2 separate regions of the Zea mays genome follow, and region 2 is linked to region 1. A link is a contact called in public Hi-C data. All regions are on one chromosome and are shown on one strand. The core of a region is the stretch at or near the end of the contact, and the rest is flanking DNA. Distances in the headings are between cores, read along the strand shown.

Region 1 (3,939 bases), core at 713-3,212:
AGCAAAAATTGCAGCACACCAAAATAGTCATTAATTGATTTTTGTCGTAACGCTCACAAAAACGACAATATTGCATGAAAACGTCAATGCAGCCATGCACGTAGAATTTTGTTGTGTCACCTATAGTATATTAGGTTTTCTCGGCAACTTGCTCACAAACATTTTAGATGCCAAGCAAAACTGAGATCAAAATTTAAACAGTTCAACAATCAGGATAATGTCAGTGGAAAGCAATTCCCAATAACAACATGTTCTCAGCTTTGGCGCCAAAAAATCTAAAAGAGACATTTCTTTACTTCCTACACTTTTCGCTATCTTTTCTTCTACTTATGATCATATAACAAAATGATGCAGAATGGACTAAGGGGGTGTTTGTTTGGGATTATAATCCTCCTAGATTATATAATCTAACTTATTTTGAACTAAGTGCTAGTTCAAAATAAGTTGGATTATATAATCTGAGTAGATTATAATCCCAAACAAACAGGCCATAAGGGACTACAGAACTCATGGCAGTGAACAACAATATGATGGAGATGCTGCAGAAGTCCAGCTCCACTGACGAGTTCCCTGAGGTCTCACAAAGAACTCAGTCACTGCCAAGCTACTGATCTAACACTGCATAAGCTACTATTCCATAATAGCTTAAAGAAAGAACAAGAAAGCAAGGAACAGGGGATAGATGGATGAACAGCTGAACACTCAGATCATATAAACAGGCAAAGCATTAAATGCGCCATTGCTGAAACAGGATCTCTACAATGTACTTCTAACCCTGCGGGGAAATGCCAATACCATGGCAAAAAAAAAAAAAAAAAAAAAAAAACTGATCACCGTGCAAGGCAGCCAAGAAACAAATGATGAACTTATGATTGCAACATCTGTGCTAGTGGCAATGCAGAGTTACTGGATTATTGTTGTGAAACTAACAACCAAACCATGGTGTACTAAGCGAGAGTTAAAAAGATCAAGACAGGACGGCAATTCTACACCCCCAAACACACACATAGTTGGTTCATGATCCGCTGGAGAAACCGAGGCCATTGAAACTGGTAAGATCGCGCGTTCAGTAAAAGAGTGGTGTGAGATCACGAGTAGCAAGACCTTGGCTTTGGAGATGACCTTGACAGCCAGGACCTGGCCTCTCATGTCTCCCTTGCGGGCACGCACGAGGCAGGTGTGTCCGAAATGGCCGCGGCCCACCTCCTTCCCTAGCTCGTACTTGGCGGCGAACTGGCGGTCGTAGCCGAAGCTCTTGTCAAGCTCCCGCTGCCCAGCGCCACCCCCGGCGCCTCCCGCCCCGTGCTCCTGGATCGGGACCTCGACGGGCGGCATGGGCACCTGCGACGCGGAGGCCGGCGACCGGTGGCCGAGCCGGCGCGCGAGGGACGCCTTGATGTGCTTGGCCGGGGACGGCGGCGGGAACGGGCGGCGGAAGAATCGGCGCGGCGTGGACACCGAGGTCGCCGGCGACGGCGCGATGCCATCGGGGAGCCCGGGCGCCCAGGGGCTGCCGGCCGCCGACGACCGCGCCGGCGTCGCCCCGGCCCCGGCCCTGCCCCCGCGCGGCGTCCCCGCCGGCGACGGCCGCGCGCTCCGCCTCCCTCCTCCTCGTCCTCCCCCTCCCCCTACCGACGCCGCATCCTCCGGCCCTCCCGCCGCCGAGACCGTGATGGTGGTCGCCCCCACGCCGCCGTCGTCGGCGTCGACGCCGTGCACGTTCCTCGCGTAGCACTGCCCCATGGCCGCCGGCCGGTCCCGGCGATCACCGGAGCTCGCGCACGGGAATGCGGGGTCCGGTAGCCGGGGGGCGCCGAGATTTATAGCTCCGGAAGCGTGCGAGGAGAGGGGAACGGGGGGCGGGGAGTGGCAGTATTAATGCAGTGGACGAGGGGGCGACGAGAAGGAAGGCAGTGGAGGGTGGTGTGACGAAACCAAACGGGAACTGAAGAGGGAAAAAATGAATTGCGGCAGCAGCAGACCCCGCATTGGACGCGTTGAGGGTGACGGACTGCGCCTGCCGCCTGCGCGTGTGGGCTGCGCGGCCGGGGGTGCGGGGGGGCTCGCGTGACGGGAGACAAGGGACGAGGGGGCTCGTCGAACCGTCGAAGTGCATGACGCGTGGAGCCATTTTCAATTGAGTGGAATCGGCCCACATGGCGGTGTCCGAGGGCCTGAACATTTCGTGTGTTCTGTGGTGAGTATTTGGCACGATCCCGTCGAAATTTGAACTTGGCCGTGGACCCGTGGTTGAGATATGGAAATGCTCGCTCCTACGGGCGTTGAAATTTGAAAGAAATAGACTACATTTCCAAGTGTCTGCTAGCTTTAATCCTAATAATAGCACAATATATATGGCGTGGATGTTTGTTTGTTTCGTCTTGTAATAGATGGTGGTATTCCATTGTTTGTCATTTTTATCAAAATGTGTGCTTTAATAACTTACCTTTGCATTTTGATTTAAGAAAGTCACCATCCTTGTATTTTGTCGGATCGATACCGACAAATCGTTATTCTTTTGTGGACATACCGTTACGTGCTAATGCCACGACGAGCAAACTTTTATTTTGTCGGATTGATACCGACAAATCATTATCCTTTTTGTGGATAGACCGTTATGCGCTAACGCCACGACGAGCAAACCTAGATCTGCCACTAGCACGTGGGAATACGCCAACATAGGTGGCATCGATAATGTAGGTAAATTTTATGACACTTTCAGCTAGATTCATCCTTTGGTGGATGACAGTAGCTCCTCTATAGAATCTAATAGTTGTCTTATGAATCATAGAATAACTCAATATTGTTCTATATCATGCTCTAAACTAATTGAAGTTACGCACAAATATACCTCTATGTGTATTATTCGTCCAATGGGTATGTAGTAATAGGCTTTCCAGTTTTACATTAAGGTGATTGATTCGCATCAACTTCATAGCATTACCACGAAAACCAGTTGGATCATAAAAGCAAGAGTGATGGCCATGGAGCAAGAGTGATGGCCATGGAGTTTTTATATATCGTGGACGCGGCACCATCTCTTTCAAACTAAACCTGACAATGTATAGCGGTCTACATCGGTGCATGGACCAATTTTGTCGTTGCCCCTGAAGAGCTACTAGTGAAGTTTATGATGTAAAAATAAAGACGGAAGAAACAACCACAATTCAAATTCGGATCTATGCATGTTGTGTGTTGATCTTTTTTTAGATATATAATAAGAATCAACGACCTTCACCTCAACAGAGGGTCCGCACCTCTTATTACATACAAGAAATCTGACTCACAACCATCATGCAGTATGAGAACTACAACTAGCGCAAAAAATTAAACAGTGATAAGATTTGTGAACCGCCATCTGAAACCGGCAAAGATCTCTATGACCACCGACTCCAGTGTGCGGCACACATCATTCACCATTGCCTTGTCCAGTTCATGTTGTTGCAGTTGTGCCCAGAAAAGCGGCACCAATAAATCCCTCTGTAAAGTACCTGTAAATAGGTTTTGAGTGAACATGATCCAAACACCAATATCGTTTCTACTAAACCATATAACCCAACACATAGCGTCCACCCACGACAAAAGGATTTGTGAAGATAGATGACGATGAACTTGGCATGGCTTTGGTTACCGGTCTAAACTTGATATGCCAACGGGGTAACCTAGGTTGGTTTAATTTTAGCTTTTTTTTACGATTTTCATTTAAGTTTGGATATAGAGTATAAACTAAAAGATATATGTGTTTTGTTGTCTAGATGAGTGTGAGTATGAGTTTTAGAGCTAGGTTGTTTGCTCCAATCCTTTATCTGTGTATAATTTTAGTTTTTTACCATTTAGATGTGGAGGGGGGCGGGCAGACATTTAATTACGTGAAAACTGTTGTTTATATATAGTAGAGATTTCCTATACATTATCGTGCCTTGTCGTTAAAGTACGGTG
Region 2 (4,077 bases), core at 892-3,391, 350 kb before region 1:
CTTATGTTAAATGGGATTGTACATGTCCTTATATCTAGGGAATTCAAACACCAGCCCTATACTATTTTTTTATTATTGCTATTGGCCGCTTCTGCGCTGCAATTTTAGGAGATGGGCTCAAATTTTGCCCCAAACATTCTCCCCTTACTAGGCCGAACAAGATAACCCAGCGCGGCCTGACGCTCAAAATGGGCTACACTGATCCATGCCCCCCTGCGGCGAAACATCCGGTTAGGTTTCCCCTCTCCTCCCTCCTATAAAGGCAATCCGCGCGAGAGTACGAGGTGAACATCTCTTCAGCCGCACCGCGGCGTCGCCACTATGGGGATCGTGTGATTTTTCCTCTCGATTCCACTCGCTGCCGGATCCTCGTTTTCTTTTTTTGTTTCGTTTTTTTTCTGCGTCCCGGTCCCCCTTTTGCATCAGTTCAATCTCGTCTCGAAGGAGAGAACATCAACGATTCAGGCAGCCCCTTTGTCCGATTCCAATGGCAATGGAGGTGTTGCGTTGCTCGCAGAACAAACCTTGTGCTCTTCAGATCGGCTGAGTGGGGAGATCTCCCCTCGTTGAGGCCAGTCTAGTAACTCTCAAGAACATCTGTTTCTTCGTCTCTGAATCCTTCTTGTGCTCTTCAATTAAACCCCCCTTTTGCAACCCTCTTTCCCGATGAGTCTCTTATTACGTCAAATTATTTTTGAGATCAAGACAATTTGGAAAATCCAGTGCGGTTATTCGTATGAATCTCATTGGTAGTATTTCCCCCGGAGTACAAAAAAAACTAATTTCTTGTAACACCAAATGCATCAAGAATGCTGAAACTATGAATGCAGTACACGGAAGCTACATTGCTCGTCGAATACTGAAATTTTGAGTGCCATCATCGAATCCGATAGCAGCAATCAGTGTTGACACGGTGGTGGTGCCGGATATGGCAGTGGCCGACGAAGACCATCATGCCGATGGTGCGGCCGTGGTGGTGGTGGCGGCGGCGGCGGGCGCTGTAGCCGTGGTGGACGATGGTGCTTGACGGGGCCAGATTTCGGCGTCGGGGGCGCCCTACCCAGCCTCCCTAGCACAGCAACGGGCCATGTCACGGCGAACAGAACAGCCAGGATGGCGAAGACAGCAAGGAGCTTGACCAGTCTCATGGTGATTGATGGCTGCGAACGATTGCTCCGAGTGATCTGGTTACCTGAATTTATACTAAAACTCAGGTAGGTGACCCAGGGTTTTGTCGGTGGAATCTCAGGTAGGAGGTCCCTTGAGATCTGAACGAACACATGGATGCCACGGCAGGTCAGGTCAACGGATCCGGAGTTCGATACAAAAAAAAATGAGGTCTTTGAGGCGTTCCAGCCACTTCACTGCACAGTCAGAAATTCAATACAACGCGTTCTGGTCCTCTGGTGATTCGGGTGAGCAAGTTCATGAGCTTGTAGCACTAGCATCTTGGAAACAACCGACAAATGCCAGGTCATCTGATAAAAGAAAGGCATAGAAATGTTGAGCAGCCAAGAAGGAAATATTAAAATACGCAACCGATGGTTTTTGGGGCTGAAAGCTCCCAAATACCTGAACCATAACCGACAGAGACATAGAACTTTCAAAAGTTCGTTGAAAACTCACAACTGAGGAACACTACAACAGGTTCACAGGAAATTGGAGGGATGCCAACGCCAACAAACCATTTTCTCACGTCTGTAGACCTAGAGGACTAGAGCTTGCCGGCTGCCTAGACGTACACAGCCTACACCTACGAGCGTGGTGGCGGCGGCGGCGGCTGCGGCTGCGGCTGTGACGGACGAGGTGGAGGAAATGGCCTTATACTCGCCCGTGGATGTGCCGGCCTCGGCGGTGGCGGAGCCGCCACCGGTTTCCTCGACCCAAGAGGCCTCAACGGCGGCACCGGAGCTTCCGACGTCTGATCGTGATCTGAGCCCATCGCGCTGACAGTGGCAGCGCGCCCGGCGCTCCTCTCCTCCGCGCTCGAAGAGAGCAGAGCTAATGCCAGGACCAGAAGAACGCCGGCGACCAGCCTAAACGAGAGTGCCATGTTGTTGGTTGCTCCTCGCTCGACCGGAACTCGTCACGGCTGTCTCTAGATAGCAGCGTAGCGTAGATATCTCGTTGAGGCAGATCAGATTGGCCTGGAGTCACGGGGGGTGCGACAAATGACAAATCTGACTTGTCCCCTTCTTCACTCTCGGCTTCACGGGTTTGCTGTCGGCCTCTGGTCTGCACGAGCTGCTACCTCCTCGATACAGTTATAGTCAGCTTGCCGTTTTCCGGTGGTCGTAGCTTTGGGTGTCATGTGCTCGGCGTCGGCGTGCGTGGAACTGTGGATGGATGCGTAGTAAATACTGTTAAGAAACCAGTTTGGCCCCGAAGGCCCATGTGGCCTATCTAGCCGAAACCCTAACTGTGCACTATATATAGAGGAGGACACTACCATTTGTTGTAACCAGTGAGCAGAATAGATGAATGAGAATAACAGTGTCCCATATATCTTTGTGTCTCCTATGTTTATAAGTTAAGAAGTCTTTAGACTACACTCGGTAGCAAAGGGTTCTTAACACGTTATCAGCACAATTGCTCTTGCAATCTAGAGTTCGCAAAGGTACTAGAGAAAGTTAAAAAATCTAAAGTCCCATGACCACAAATTCATCCTCTCATGGCTGTGCGCAGCCGGCATTTTTACTTGTTCTTTGCTCCAAGTTTCCAATATGCAAGTCGCAAGCCACCCGTCCAAGTGCTGCTCGAGCACGCGGCCACAGCCGCTACGACAATGCCTCTAGGCAAGCACTCAAGACATGCTGCCGCGAGCAGGAAGCAGCCACCGCGATACCGCAGCTGGAAGCAGGCCAAACTACCGCGACACCGTTCTGTAATCTGCATGCAGATGTGGGCCAAGTCGACCTAAAGGCCACGTCGCTGCCGCCGCCGCGGGCGAGCCCGAGCAGCTGCCGCTGGACGCTGGCAAGCGCGCAGGCTCCGTGCCGCCACCGCGGGCGAGCCCGAGCAGCTGCCGCTGGGCGCAGGCAAGCGAGCGAGAGCAGGCCATGCCGCCGCCGCCACGCGACCTCGACAAACAGGAGCGCGGGCGCCCCAGCCATGCTGCTCCGACGATCGGACGCGCTGGCGACGCCGCCTCGCAACCCCGTAGCGCGGCCTCCGTCGCCCCACCACCCGACAAGCAGACGCGTGAGCACGGGTCGCGCAGCTGCCCTGTAGGCGAGCACGGGCGGGGGGCCCGCTGCAGACGCTCCGCGCGTGAGCAGGCAAGCCCGGCCGCCGCCGTTGCTCCACGCGAAAGTGCGCAGGCAGGCCCGGCCGCCGCTGCTCCATGGGAGGGCGAGCGAGCAGGCTAGGCCGCCGCTGCTCCATGGGAGGGCGAGCGAGCAGGCTAGGCCGCCGCCACCACCTCTCTGTCCTCTCCACCGAAAAAGGGGACCGGAGGAAGAAAGAAAAAGGAGAAGGGTTAGTAAACCCTAAAATGACTTAGAATGGGCCTTTTTGGGCTGAAATCTACAGGCTTCACTATGATTTATCTTTTTTTTTACTTTTGGCATATAGATAAAGTTCATGAAATATATGAATATGCTGAAAATGGTAACAAATATTTTTATGCAATATAAAGGAAATGAGATCAGAATTATTTTCTATATATGCATTTGCATATTGTACTATTTATTTAGCATGTTATTATATTTTTTTCTTGAGCATCCAAATTATGAATTTATATTACTATTGTACATTTGTTATGTTTATCCCTATAGTGTAATAGGAAATTACAAGAAGTAATTTTCCTCATTCTATAGATGTATCACATAACAAAAAAAATTTTAAGAAAATGAATGAAGGCCTAGAATACTTGGACATTTACAAGAAGTAAATCCTAAAGCACATTATGGAAAGGCCTAGAATACTTGGACATTTACACGAAGTATTACACGTCGCACTTTGTGCATGTGACATGGAGCACATTACCAAAAAGAACATTACATATTATTGAAGTCCTACATGAAGTAATGGACTTTATTATTCTCAAAAGTATATGCAGCTTTTTTTCCTAAATGT

What was found. Hi-C and Micro-C count contacts between places; a contact is called where the count stands out from the background.
Region 2: a Hi-C map of tassel shows a contact between it and region 1, with 2.7 times the contacts expected there. The contact joins the promoter of LOC100501248 here to the promoter of LOC103626108 in region 1. A contact is called at or near these places in 2 of 25 Hi-C or Micro-C datasets (leaf and tassel).

What each region holds. Positions count from the first base shown.
Region 1 is chr5:23,752,348-23,756,286 of Zm-B73-REFERENCE-NAM-5.0, reverse strand. LOC103626108 (CDPK-related kinase 3) reads right to left here and starts at 1,962. Exons shown (of 11, transcript XM_008646484.3): 1 at 1,105-1,962. The coding sequence starts at 1,743.
Region 2 is chr5:24,100,006-24,104,082 of Zm-B73-REFERENCE-NAM-5.0, reverse strand. LOC100501248 reads right to left here and starts at 2,141. Exons shown (of 1, transcript NM_001196020.2): 1 at 664-2,141. The coding sequence starts at 2,053. The coding sequence ends at 1,754. It overlaps LOC111589459 (small nucleolar RNA snoR77), which reads left to right and starts at 464; the gene lies at 464-598.